2 separate regions of the Capra hircus genome follow, and region 2 is linked to region 1. A link is a contact called in public Hi-C data. All regions are on one chromosome and are shown on one strand. Each heading gives the region's core, a stretch centred on a gene start, on an enhancer-like site or on the middle of the called end of the contact. The rest is flanking DNA. Distances are from core to core; before and after follow the strand shown. Region 1 overlaps VPS13D (vacuolar protein sorting-associated protein 13D). Region 2 overlaps TNFRSF8 (tumor necrosis factor receptor superfamily member 8).

The links. A called contact is a pair of places that touch in the nucleus more often than the background predicts.
Region 2: a contact with region 1 is called in a Hi-C map of liver, with 2.6 times the contacts expected there. The contact joins two enhancer-like sites. A contact is called at or near these places in 3 of 5 Hi-C or Micro-C datasets (blood and liver).

What each region holds. Positions count from the first base shown.
Region 1 is chr16:39,928,500-39,935,253 of ARS1.2, forward strand. It overlaps VPS13D (vacuolar protein sorting-associated protein 13D), which reads right to left. Exons shown (of 69, transcript XM_018060322.1): 11 at 4,550-4,651; 12 at 4,228-4,429; 13 at 3,026-3,205; 14 at 1,709-1,839; 15 at 807-882; 16 at 197-367. Among named protein-coding and RNA genes, the nearest start is that of VPS13D, 29 kb to the right of the region's middle. Within about 2 kb of position 4,357, at least 1 of the 5 cell types and tissues checked has an H3K27ac peak or open chromatin away from gene starts, as enhancers often do.
Region 2 is chr16:40,063,323-40,070,076 of ARS1.2, forward strand. TNFRSF8 (tumor necrosis factor receptor superfamily member 8) reads right to left here. Exons shown (of 13, transcript XM_018059943.1): 7 at 5,851-5,944; 8 at 5,424-5,569; 9 at 3,287-3,388; 10 at 3,100-3,153. Among named protein-coding and RNA genes, the nearest start is that of TNFRSF8, 30 kb to the right of the region's middle. Within about 2 kb of position 3,164, at least 2 of the 5 cell types and tissues checked have an H3K27ac peak or open chromatin away from gene starts, as enhancers often do.

The DNA.
Region 1 (6,754 bases), core at 3,107-5,606:
AAATATTAAGTCATTGATTCCTCTTGGAAGAGCAACTTTCCAAGGATATTCACTTTGATTCAGTATTGAAGGACAACCTTCCACTTACTCTCAGGCCTTTTCTGCCACTACCAGGTCACCAGAATAATAACCCTTGTCCCAGAAGTGACAACAAAGAGGTCATTAGAAAGTAACATAATCAAACAAAAAAGTTAACCTGAGGTATGAACCTTTCCCTTGTAGAAAAAGTCTGCTACTTTTTTAATAGCCTGGGGATTATATATGATGTTCAAGGGCCTCGTGCTGACATTCAGCCGCCTCTCAAAATGGCTGTGCACTGGATTTCTCTCATACAGCATCTCAAAAACCGGGTCATCTGGGTCTGCAGCTAGAGGAAAAGAACCAGAGGGGGAAAAAAAAATAAATAGAACACAGCAGAACAATCACCTTATTCTTTATAACTGGCAAAGAATCCTGAGGAAAAAAAGACATTTCCTCAATTATTTTCCAATTAAGTCTCATTTTCAAAAACTTTATAAAATAGAGAGCCTAATAAGGACAGCCTCTAGGTATCAACAGGACTCCTCAAGGCTGGGTTGTTGTATTCACTCCCATCATGGAACCCGAGACCTGGAGGCCTTGTGAGTTGCCCCAGTCACTCACCAGTCAAGGGAGAGCACAGGGGGGTCTCTAAGTCAGATAAGTATCCACACAGCAAACCCCTGGGCACAAAACAGGACTCACTCCCTCTCTGACCACTGACCAAGACTACTGATCTGTGATCATTGCATTTTTAAGGATGAATTTAAGTACACATGACAGTTTACCAGGATAATGATGGCTTCTGTCTGCAGATGCTGTTTGGAGTCCAAAAGACTGGGAGACTCTGCCAACTTCCTTTTGCTGATGAACACACACAAAACACACAAGGGTCAGGGTGAGAGGGGCCAATTCACCATGCACACATTCTCTCCCATCTTCCCCTTTGACATCACTCTCGCTTAGCACGGCCAAATCAAAACTCGTGTGACACCAGGGGATGCAGACCTGGAGGCCGAGCCCTCCAGTCTGTGCCTTCCCCAGCCTGTACAGGCAGCGTGCCACTCTGCACTCGGCACTACATGAACTACTGCTCAAAGAGGACTGGACGTGCACAGCTTTTCACACTTTTATTCTGCCCTCCCACCCTATCACCAGCCCCCCAAGCCGAAAAGTTCTGGGAAGCATAATAAGGAGCTAAAGATTCAATTCTGATTATATCTTTGCCAACTCAGTAAGATCAAAGATCTTCGTGTCTAAGAAGAATATTGTATATTAAAAAGTACACATATAGAGAAAACTTGAAGTGGTTCTTCTGTAACTCTAGAGAGATAAGTCCTATCGGTGACTAAGGATCAGAATGCGTGAAAATCACTGTCAAGATACAGAGGAAATTCAAACACTGACCCTGAAATACAGGAAACAGTCATGCAGATAGCATTTTCTTCCAAATCCAGGCAACTATTCTAAGGTGGCTACAACACCAGGTGGGGGGAAGCCACTGTCATAAATCCCACCAACACATGGTAACAAAATCAAAAAACTTATCTAACTCTAGTTATATTCTGATCAGCGTGTCTCTCTCAAAATGATCAAATATCAGAACAAATCAAGTTAATACTACTAATCGCTTGCCTAAAACAGATGGCAATTCACCAACACCCTGGATGAATCATACAGCTATACGTACTGGATTAGGGAAGACCAGAAGAGGAAACATGGTTCCTTCCGTAGCCAGGTCTTGCAGAAAGAGTCCACCCAACCGGACTAAGAGCAAGGAGGAGTTTCTTCGAGGAAGAGATTCTGCTAGAAGTTTTACACCTACAGAAGATAAATGTTAAGAGCTGATATATGCCATCATAGCCTGAAGTATTTTCAAAGTATTAGATATAATATTTTATAGTGAACTATCAGATATAATGAACTATTTCTCCTTCGAATTGGAACAAAATAACCCTATCTACATATCTATATGTCTACTTTTGTTCAGTTCAGTTGCTCAGTCGTGTCTGACTCTGCGACCCCATGGACTGCAGCATGCCAGGCTTTCCTGTCCACTGACATAAATTTGTAAGGAATATCAGAAGCTTTCCAACACAATGAATTTTAAACAGAGCACTTCTTAATTTAGTTCAAACAATCTGCTAGTTCACACTAAGTTTATGACTTCTCAGCTCTCAAGATTACAAAGTCAAAGCCAGTCAAAAACTGGCTTTTTTTTTTGGTCACTTGCCTTTAAACTACTCACAGACCTCAGATAAGTGCCTATTTTATGAACTACAATAAATCTATTTGTGAGAAGACATAACTAACATCTGGGCCATTTATTTACGTACTTTCAATTCAAATCCACAAAAAGAAGTCAAAAATTTTTCATTATTTGCAGATTCCATATTTGCGAATTTACCTACTCACTAAAATTTACTGTAACCCCAAAAATAATACATTCACAGTGCTCTGCAGACATGTGCAGAGCAGCAAAAAATTCAAGTCACCTGAAGTGCGTGTTTCCAGCTAAAGTTGAACAAGGCAACACTCTGCCTTCTTGTTTCAGCTCATACCAGTGCCCTTATCATGACCTAATTAGTGGCAATTTTTGGCATTTTTGTGCTTTTTGTTTTAGTGATTTCACTGTTTAAAAGGGCCCCCAAGCACAGTGCAGGAGCACTGTGTCTTACAGAGGAAATACATGTAGTAGATAACCTTCACTCAGACATCAGTCACAGTGTCAGTGTCGCTGGCCACGAGATCCATTAACAAATCAACAACATGTATTAAATAAGGTGTCATCAAACACACACACACACAGAACAACATTATGTATTGATCCACTGATGAATGTCATCACCAAATGCTTACAGACAACCTAACCTTGTGCTCCCCCAGGGGCCATGACTCAGTACCCATGGCAACTTTCTACAACAGAACTACCACAAATACCGAGACTCAAGTGGACACTGGTGCCTGGGGAGATAGAGAGCATCAGGAAGCATCTTGGGGGCAGCACCTGAAAACTCAAGCTGCATGAAAGCACTCTGGTTCATCTGGGGAGCCCCTTGCTCCTGGTGCAGCAGAGTCACAGTCCCTCGCTGCAGCTGCAAGTTCAGTTTCGCAAAGACGTGGTCTCGCTTTGTGTACGTGTTCATACAAGAGGCATCCGCAGTAGGGTCAAAAAACTCCTCGGAGCCTGAACATGAGGAAGAAGAGGCTTTAAGAAAACACATGGGAAAGTTTAAAAGCACTGATGGCAGTCTCAATGATATGACATTACATCTCCCTTTTAGGAAAGAACTCCAAAGTCATGGGTGACTTTTATTCACTAACATGAAACGACTCTAACCGCCTTATAAGGGCTCTGATCACCTTACTGTCAAATGAGGGGCAATGCCAAATGCATGGCAAACTACAGCGTAAGGCAGCAATGCCCAGCACGGCGCAATGCTCCATACACTGCACTGTCCACGTGGTGGCCACTACCCACAAGAGGCTCTGAGCACTGTGGCTCATGTGGCTAGCCAACTGAGAAGTGAATTTTTTATTTTATCTGAATAAATTTAAATAGCCATTTGTGACTGCGGCTACCATACTGGACAGCCTGGGTCTAAAGGGTGACTCTGGACTGGTATTCAAGCCCTCAGGGTTTCAAACTTTTTTTACTGGATCAGATTCTCTTCACAATCACTGCCACTCAGATCTGTTTGAAACCATGTAAATATTCAAATTCAGTAATGGAGTTGTAAACGAAGTATCTCTTAAAACCTACTCTCAGGCTTCGCTGAGGTCCAGTAGTAAAGAATCTGCCTGCCAATGCAAGAGACACAGGCTTGATCCCTGGTCTGGGACGATCCCACATGCTGCAGAGCAACTAAGCCCATGGGCCACAACTACTGAGCCTGTGCTCTAGAGCCCAGGAACTGGAACTACCGGGCCCACGTGCCACAACTACTGAAGCCCACGAGCCGAAACTAGAGAAAAGCCCACACAGCAACAAAGGTTCAGCACAGCCAAATATAAATAAAGAAAATTATTTTTTAAAAAACCTCTCTCTGCCTCTATAAACATGAGATAAACTGTTACAAATGTCTACCTTTTATTTTTTAATTTGAAATATACCATGGGCCAGTTTCCCAAATAATAGGTGAACCATGAACCAAGTGTCTCCCTTCACTGTAATCAAGAAGGACACATGAAAGCCAGCTCCCGCCTTACCCAGGATCTCCTCCGGAGTCCACTGCTCCTGCGGCTCCGCCATCAGGCCCTCCACTGGCTTCCCTTCAGGGCTCTGCTGCCCATACCAGCCACCCCAGCCGGGAAACCAGGACTGAAGGTACTGCAGCATCCCGCTGCCTCCCCTGGGGCCTGGGTCTCCAGGAGAGTCTCCCAGAGGATCCAGCTGAGGCTCCCGTAGGCTCTGTGTCAATCAGAAATGAGCACACATGAGGACCAAAGAGACAGGGCATGAGGTGCCACTCCTCGCTCTCTGTGCCCCCAGAAGCACTCAGCACGCTGCGTGTGACACAGGGTCTCCTACCTCTGCCAGTTCTTCCTGCTTGTGAAACCGTTCATGCACCAGTTCACGCAAAATCTTCAGTTCCTCAAAGCTCTGCTCCTCTTCAATCCGATACATTTCCTCCTGTTCGGGTGAAGAAAACAGGTGTCAGGGCTGCAGAGAAAGTGGACACCATCATGAACCCATCCAGTACTAAAGGAACCCACCTGGCCCCCAATGTTTCCAATGCTTCCAAGGCCCAGAAACCATGAAGATAAACAGTGAGTTCCATAACTGCTAAGCTTCTGGTTCAAACAGCTTTTCCGTATAACCCCGGTAGACCCTACCTGTACTCTGAGACTAACGGGAAGTGCAGAGAGAGCAGAGTGGTATTGAGTTGTTAACAGGTACATGAAGGACAAGTGTTGCTGGACTAGCCCATCTTTGCTCTGCAAAGGCAGTTTACAAAGTGCTTAACATGGTGTTACCTCAACTGATTCAAGCTGGTGGCTGGTTGTTAACCTTCCCGAGTCAGAGGAGGAAACTAAGGACCTAGTTTACAGAGCAAGTGTGCAGGCCTCCAGCTTCTTTATGTTTCATGTGGGACATTAGCAAGGAAGTGGTCGTTTTCATTCGTTTCATGCTAATTAGGAAAGAACAACAGTGGCCAGCGACACACAAAGATGTGGAGGAAAGTAGAGTCAGCTCTCCTAAGCTGTTTCTTGAAAGTGAAAGTTGTTAGTCGCTTAGTGGTGTCGGACTCTGCGTCCCTATGGACTATAGCCCACCAGGCCCCTCTGTCTATGGGATTCTCCCGGCAAGAATACTGACTGGAGTGGGTTGTCATTCCCTGCTCCAGCGGATCGTCCCAACCCAGGGATGGAACCTGGGTCTTCTGTACTGCACGTGGATTCTCTACCATTGGAGCCACCAGGGAAGCCTTACACCCTGCCACTAAGGAAAAGGGGATTATACATGTTTACTTGTTCACCTCAGTTGTAATTCAGATTTTCCCTTGCTCCATGTCTTTCCCTATGCCTTTAAGAAAACTATCTGAAACAAAAGGTCTGGTTTATTCCATCCTTTTATTAAGGCTTCTATGTCAGTAACCACGCCTGACACTCATGAAAGAAGCACTAGCAGAGTGGGTTATACCTCAGGGTGCTGGCAAGATAGGTGAGAACACCCAAGGATGCACCATTGCCACTGGTTACCACAATGGGGTGCTCTCACAGGATGAATGTGTTCCCCCAATATGTGCATGTCGAGGCCTTAATCCTCAACGTGACAGGATCTGAAAGTGGAGCCCATGGGAGGTGAACAGGTTTAGATGAGGTGATGAGGACAGGACCATCATTATGGGACTAGTTCCCTTGTAGGAAGGGAAAGACAAACAGCTCTCTCTCTGCCCAAGAAAGGCCAGGTAAACACACAGGGAGAAGGCAGCTGCCCATAAACCAGGAAGATGGTCTTCCCCAAGAACCAAATCTACTGGCACCTCGATCATGGAATTTCAGCCTCCAGAACTGTGAGAAGTAAGCATCCATTTAAAGCGCCCCACCCTGTGGAATGTTGTTATAGCAGCCCAAGCTAAGACAGGTGCTGCTGCTGCTGCTAAGTCGCTTCAGTCATGTCCGACTCTGTGCGACCCCAGAGACGGCAGCCCACCAGGCTCCCCCGTCCCTGGGATTCTCCAGGCAAGAACACTGGAGTGGATTGCCATTTCCTTCTCCAATGCATGAAAGTGAAAATTGAAAGTGAAGTCGCTCAGTCGTGTCTGACTCTTAGCGACCTTAGGACTGCAGCCTACCGGGGTCCTCCGCCCGTGGGATTTGCCAGGCAAGAGTACGGAGTGGGGTGCCATTGCCTTCTCCAAAGACAGGTGCTAAAGGGACACTTAGAAATGTTTACTAAAGAGAGTTAATTCAGACAATCCCCAGGCCAAAATTAGTCTAAACTGCTATTACAAAAACTGATGCTCGCAAAACCGAAACAAATCAAGGAGGAAAACACTCCCCACTGCCCTTCCTGAGGAGACAGAGGAGACAGACTGGAACTAGAGGAAGCTCCAGGTGTGGAGCTTCCTGCAGGTCTCTGGTCCTGCAGGTACTGAAACTGGAGCTGGCCTTCCCCTTGCTGCACACCCTCGGCCTAGGCTCTACCCCTAAAACTCCAGAGTCCATCGAGTCAGTCGCGATTAGGAAAAATGTGAAGAAAAGAGTTAGGATCAGGTGTTTGACACAAGTG
Region 2 (6,754 bases), core at 1,914-4,413, 130 kb after region 1:
GTGGAGAAGGCTGGCAGACACCACGCTCATCCAGGGCTTCGGGTGAACATGCAGGGGGAGGGACAAAGGGAAAGCTGGCGGGGGGTGGCGATGGGGTGGATACCTCCCTCCAGAGTCAGGCAAACCCGGGGTGAGGGGCAGCCACAGAACCACTGATGGAATCTTCCAAGATGGCAAGGTCATGACCAGGAGGAGAAACTCAGACTAGAGGGGACAAAGACACAGTGGCCAAATGGAACAGGAGAGGCTGGACTGCATTCAAGGCATTGTTATCAGTGCACGAAGAAACTCGACTGGGGTCTGAGACCTAGCTGGTGGCGATACAGCAAAGCGAATTCTCTGATGTTGATGATTTCACTGCGGTTGTGTGAAATACACACTCAGGTATTCAGGGGTGGAAAAGCATGAAGTCAGTAACTTACTCTCAAATAATTCAGGAAAAATACGTTCACCGTACTTTTCTGTATGTTTGAAGTTGTTTCAAAACAAACAAAGCAATGTTTCCAACTTAAAACTGCCTGAAGTAACAGATAAAGTAATGATGACAGTGTCTTTTTAAATGAAGGGTTAAAAGACTTCCAGCGAGTGTTTTTCAACCAGGAGAGACGTTTCCCCTCCAGGGCACATGTGGGAGTACCTGGAGACATTGCTGGCTGTCACAGATGGGAGGTGCTGCTAGTATCTGGTGGATCTACAGACCAGGACTGCCTGGCATCCTGTAACACACAAGACAATCCCCACAGCAAAGAAAGATCCTGGGCAGGTGTCAACAGTGCCAGGGTACCCTTTATGCAAAAATCTAGCCAGCACCACCAACAAAATCCTGGTCAGTCGTACTGCTCATTAACCAAGTGGCCTTAGACAAGCTTCTTCATCTTCCCGTGCCTCAGCTTTCTCATCTGAGAAATGGGTATAACAGGCCTCTGGGAGGAATAAGATGAGAACACATGTGTGCTTATGGAGATGCTCATCCCCATTCAGGGATGGGGGTGAGCATCAAATAGGCACCTGTCCAGATCACTGCTAACCACACCTGGGGCTCCCTGAGCCCTGGAGTTCTGAGACCAGGAGGACTGAGGCCAGATTATTCCCACTCTGCTTGAGCTGGTGAGAAAGCTCGGGAGGGCACTTGCCGGACCCAGCACAGGGCCACTAAGAAGTGCGTGGCGGATACACAAAGGGGTGGACAAGCGCATAAAGACTCCTGCACCCCTCCAGCTCCCACTGCTCCCACCCTGCTCAGTCCACCCACATCTTCACCGTAAGTCACCTCCTTCCCTGGGAACCAGACCCCCAAGGACCCACCGGAAGCCAGTGTGCCAAGGTGGACACCACTGAGCCCAGGCTCAGTTCCTGGTAGGTCTGACTTTTTAAGAGAAGGTGCTTTTTGTCTTTTCTCTCTCTCTCTCTTTTTTCTTTGTATGTGTGTGACAAAACTGCTATCATGGAGGTTTGAAGAAAAAAATAAACTGACAGCAATGGAAACTCTAATACTAGAAAAATGTCAAGAAAGCAACAAACGCGGGTTTCAATGAGACACTGAGCCTGACAGCTCATGGAAAAAGGCTTGAAACTGTCAAAACACAAAAAGCCCCCTTGCGAAGAGAACACAAGCACCTGCTTGTGAAACTCATCAAACCCAAAACACGCCTCACGCGCTGTGTTCAGGGGCCAAGCCAGGAGCCAGGCTAGGGCAAAGCTTTCTGTGGGGCCCGGGGACGTGGGGGCGAGGAGGCCTGAGTTGACCGCTGGGTGTCAGGCTGGGCACTGGGTGGTGGACAACCCATTGTGGGGGTGGGGGGGTGAGGAAGAGGATAAAGGACTGAGACCTCTGCCAATGAGACCTGCCGGCTCCAGGACCAGTTCCTGAGTCTGGCCATGGCAACTACAGACAGTGTGGCCCTGGGTCTCGTCTCTTCATTATGAAATGAAGAGCATCACCCATTTCCCATGGAGCTTCTGGGTCTGTGAGACCATCATAGGACCCTGCCTTGAAACCAGAAAGGAAGCTCAAACCGTTTGTGTTTGCTCCTTCCCCTGTGGTCAGGGCTCATACACAGTAGGTGCTCAAACAATGCTTGTGGCATGTTGAGGAGGACCTTGTCCTGCCTTGAAAGATATCGTGCAGGGGAGAAGAAATACTTGGCACACAATGGCTGGGGTCCCCCCTCTTGTCCCCTGCCAGGTGAGAGCTGAGTCTGCTGCCTGGATGGGTGAGGCATGGAAGGCTGCCTGGAAGAGGTGGTCTGGAGGCTGGCCAGGGATCAGAGAGAAAAGTTCAGATCAACTGAGAACTCAGGAAGGCCTGGACTCCTGGTGAGAAAAAAGGCCCCAGACACAGGGGAGCTGTCAGCAAACAGCAGCCACAACCTGCAAATGCTGACTGCGCGCAGGCTCTGCACACAGCGCTTAAGGGCCCCAACACAACGGACCCACACACCCACTCTCTGAATTAGACCCCATCTCCAAGGCAGCGCTAGTGCTAAAGAACCCAGCTGCCAATGCAGGAGACAGAAGAGACATGGGTTCGATCCCTGGGTCAGGAAGATCTCCTGGAGGGAGGGTATGAATCCTATGGACAGGGAGCCTGGCAGTCCATAGGATCACAGTCGGACACGACTGAGTGACTTGGTACAGATGAGGAAACTGAGACACAAAGGAATTAAGTGATTCACCCAAAGTCATGTAGCTCATAGTGCGGAATCAGGACTGTAGCCCTGTTAGCCTGCTCCCCCCACCCCAACCCTTACACCCTGGGCACCAGCAGGAGGGAAGGGGGTGGGGGAAATGACAAGGAGACTGGGAAGGAGGGACAGAGAGAAGAGGGGAAGGGAAGGCCTCTCCTGAGGGCACGGCCGAGGAGAGAATTAAGGACAAGGTGAATTTTTGAAGCTTCGGGCCCAGACCGCATCCGACGCAGAAGGGAACATGTCACAGTTTCCACCCACATTATATTCCCATCACATACGAGGTTGCACAGAAAGGAGGAGCAGCTTGTGGGAACCCCCCCACACAGAGGGAGCCCCAAGGGAGTTCTGGCCCACCGTGCAGAGCTGCGGTGTAGCCGCACCCAGCCCTTTTGGACCCCTGGACACTCACCCACAGGCTCCAGCGTGGGCCGGAAGGTCTGGACTGGGTAGCACAGATGCAGCTCTGAAATGACAGCAGCAGGAGGACTGGGGTGCCAGCCTCAAAGAGTCTCAGCGGGCAGGATGGGAAAAGGACCCAGGCCGGGCCAGCACAGGGCACCCTGCCCTCCCAGGGCCCCAAGGATACATGCACTTACTCTGTCCAATCCACTTCCTGCAGGCCCTCTGGTGGCACAGGACGAAGGAGCTGAAGCTGACGACCACCGCCAGTATCAGAATCACCCAGAAGAGCACAGGTCCTGAAACACAGGGGTGCCCTGCATTCTCACCCTGACATCCTGGCATGGGGCCAGGGGCCCTACAGCAACCACACAGCACAGCCCTCACCCCAGACTGCTTCCTCCTTCTGGACACAGACTCCACTGTTGCTGACAGGACCTGGTCCTTTCCCAAGCCAGAAGAGAAACCCAGACCCTGTCTATAGCTATCTGGTCCAGCCCTCACCCACCTGTCCTTTCTCGCCTGGCTCTGGGAAGCCCATGGGGAGCTGAAGAGTTGAAGGATGCACAAACCATTGCTAAAGGGGGAGAAACAGAGAGGTCAAGGAGGCAGAATGAAGAGGGAATTGAGGTCCAATAGGATGAGCTCAGGGGACTGGGGAGGAAGGCAAGCGTGATGCCCAGTCCCGGGCGGCTGGCAGACAGAGCAATCAAGAGGGTGAAGTTAGGAGTCTGGCACAACTCCCGGCCCCTCCTCTAGACTGGAAACTCCACAAGGGCAGGCACAACATCTACTCCACACATAAGCACACTCAGCAAGTGCTTCTTGAATGAGGAGTCAAAAGCCCTATGCCATGGGCACCATGACCATCTCCATTTTACAATGGAGGGAAGCTGATGTTTGCAAAGATTAACAGGCCCAAGGTCACCCAGAGGGTAGAAATTATAGCTCAGGCCAGGCCAGCACAACTCTAGAGCCCACACTGTTAACCACTATCTGGATATATTTCATTATCTCTTAGTACTTAACTTGCCTCTTTTTTTTTTTTTTTTTGGCCCCTTTGTCACTTATGAAAATCAACATATAGTTATTATTTTTTAAAATCCATGTTTAGGTGCTGAAAAAGTAGCATGTACCCAATAGCTTCCCTGGTGGCTCAGTGGTAAGGAATCCACCTGCCAATGGAGGAGACGCTGATTCTCTCCCTGGGTCGGGGAAGGAGAAGGAAATGGCTACCCACTCCAGGATTCTTGCCTGCATGGGGTCGCTGAGAGTCGGACATGACTGAGAGACTTCACTTTCACTTTTCACTTGCATGCATTGGAGAAGGAAATGGCAACTCACTCCAGTGTTCTTGCCTGGAGAATCCCAGGGACGGGGGAGCCTGGTGGGCTGCCGTCTATGGGGTCACACAGATTTGAACACGACTGAAGCGACTTAGCAGCAGCAGCAGCAAGAATGACTTACCGAACGAACAATAACAACACGTACCAGATAAGTGCTTCTCAGACATTCCTGTGGCTATGAATCTTCTGGGGACCATGTTAAAATGCAGAGTCTGATTCAGTTGGCTGGGGGAGGCTGGTAATTTGCTTTTCTAACAAGTTGTTAAACTGCCAAATCCAGGACCTCTCAGAGGGCTGGCTGAGCACTATCGCCGCCTAGTGTCCAACACTAGAACTGCAAGTCCTTAAAATCGCACGCCGGGAGCCGGTAATGCCCGGGTATATCATTCTTTGCTTACTGCCCTTTGAGGTACACGCTGTTACAACGTTAAAAGGTGAGAAAGCTGAAGCCCAAAGTAAGTAAGAAACTAGTCAAGATCATGAGGTAGTGGTAGTTTGGTCACACAGTCGTGTCCGACTCTTGTGACCCCATGGACTGTATGTAGCCCACCAGGTTCTTCTGTCCATGGAATTTTCCAGGCAAGAATACTGGAGTGGGTTGCCATTTCCTTTTCCAGGGCATCTTCCTGACCCAAGGATTGAACCCGCATCTCCTGCACTGCAGGCAGATTCTTTACCACTGAGCCACCAGGGAAGCCCAGTCAAGGTCATGAGATTAGTTGCCAAATATTTCGTGAGTAGCAATTATGGGCCATGGAGAAGAAGCTGAGAATAAAATCCCTGCTCAGAAGAATCAAGGAATCATCTCTAGCAAGTGACAGAGCCACAGCTCCAGATCAAGAAGCCGAAGACCTGGGGTCAACTTTGTTCCCAGGACTTCCCAAGCCCCACTCTTCCTCCCCACCAAGTGATGCTGTTGCCCATTGAGAAGCCTCCCTCCTTGTGGTCCCCAGGGAGGAAGGCCCTGCTTCGTGGGGGTGATCATTACCTGAAACCAGAGCCGGCTTTCCCGTGGAGGAGAAGGAGATGGGAGCACTGGTTGAGACCAGGGTGTCCTCCCAGGTGTGGGTGACACCCGCTTCATGCTCCTTACCGGTCAGGGAGTCAGCCAGGGAGACCAAGGAGGGGGTGGGGCTGCAGAGAGAGAGGCCAGAGGTAAGACAGATGACTGAGATGGAAACAGAGGTCTGCGACCCCAGCTCCTCTGCCAACAGTCTCCGCCAGGCACTTCGAGGGCAGGGCCTGGGTTTCTAGGCCTTCTGGCCTTCCACGGTGCCAGCACAGACATAGACTCACATTCTCCAAAATGACCTGCGGGCTTGGCCTAGGGATCAAGCCCAAGCTCCACTGCCATCCCTAGCCGGCTGCCCCCACCCCCAGGCAGGGCCGGTGAAGAGAGAGGCCCAAGGAGTCACCTGGTAGGCGCCCCACGGTCCTCTGGGCTGGTGTTGCAGTCAGGAGGGCTCCCCAGTCCAGGTGGCTCATAGGTGGTGCCTGTCTCAGCCATACCTGCAGGGAGTGGGTTAGAAAGAGTGGCAAGACAGGATGCTTGGGGCTGGTGCCCTGGGATGACCCAGAGAGATGATATGGGGAGGGTGGTGGGAGTGGGGTTCAGGGTTGGGAACTCATGTACACCTGTGGTGGATTCATGTCAATGTATGGCAAAACCAATACAGTATTGTAAAGTAAAAAAATAAAATTAAAAAAAAAAGAGGGAGGGGACATATGTATCCCTATGGCTGATTCATGTTGAGGCTTGACAGAATCAACAAAATTATGTAAAACAAGTATCCTTTAATTTATAAATAAATAAATAAATAAAAAGAAACAGTGGCAAGGATGGTTACCAAAGGGAAAAGCAGGGAGGGAGGGATAAACTGGGAAATGGGATTAACAGATATACACACTATTATATATAAAAGAGATAAATAACAGGGACCTACTGTATAGCAAGGAGCTATATTTAATATCTTGTAAATCAACTGTGCTTCAAATTTTTAAGTTAAATTTTAAAAAAATCAGTGCCAAAGAGTCTGACGCATCAGGACTGGTGACTTCCGGGGAGGCAGCACCATGGGGCCGGAAGGACACGGCAGCCGGACAGACCCATCTGTGTCCTGGCTGTCTCCTTGCTTCCTCCCTCTCTGCTCCCTTCCCTCCAAGCAACAACTCTTTACTGAGCACCTGCTGCGTGCTGGGAATTGCGACAGAGCTGTGAGCAAAACAGAAAAGATTTGCACTCCTGGGGGCCAACCAGCTGGTGGGGTTCACAGACTCGGTGTCACATGAAGGCAGATGGGGGTCCCTATAATGGCAGGC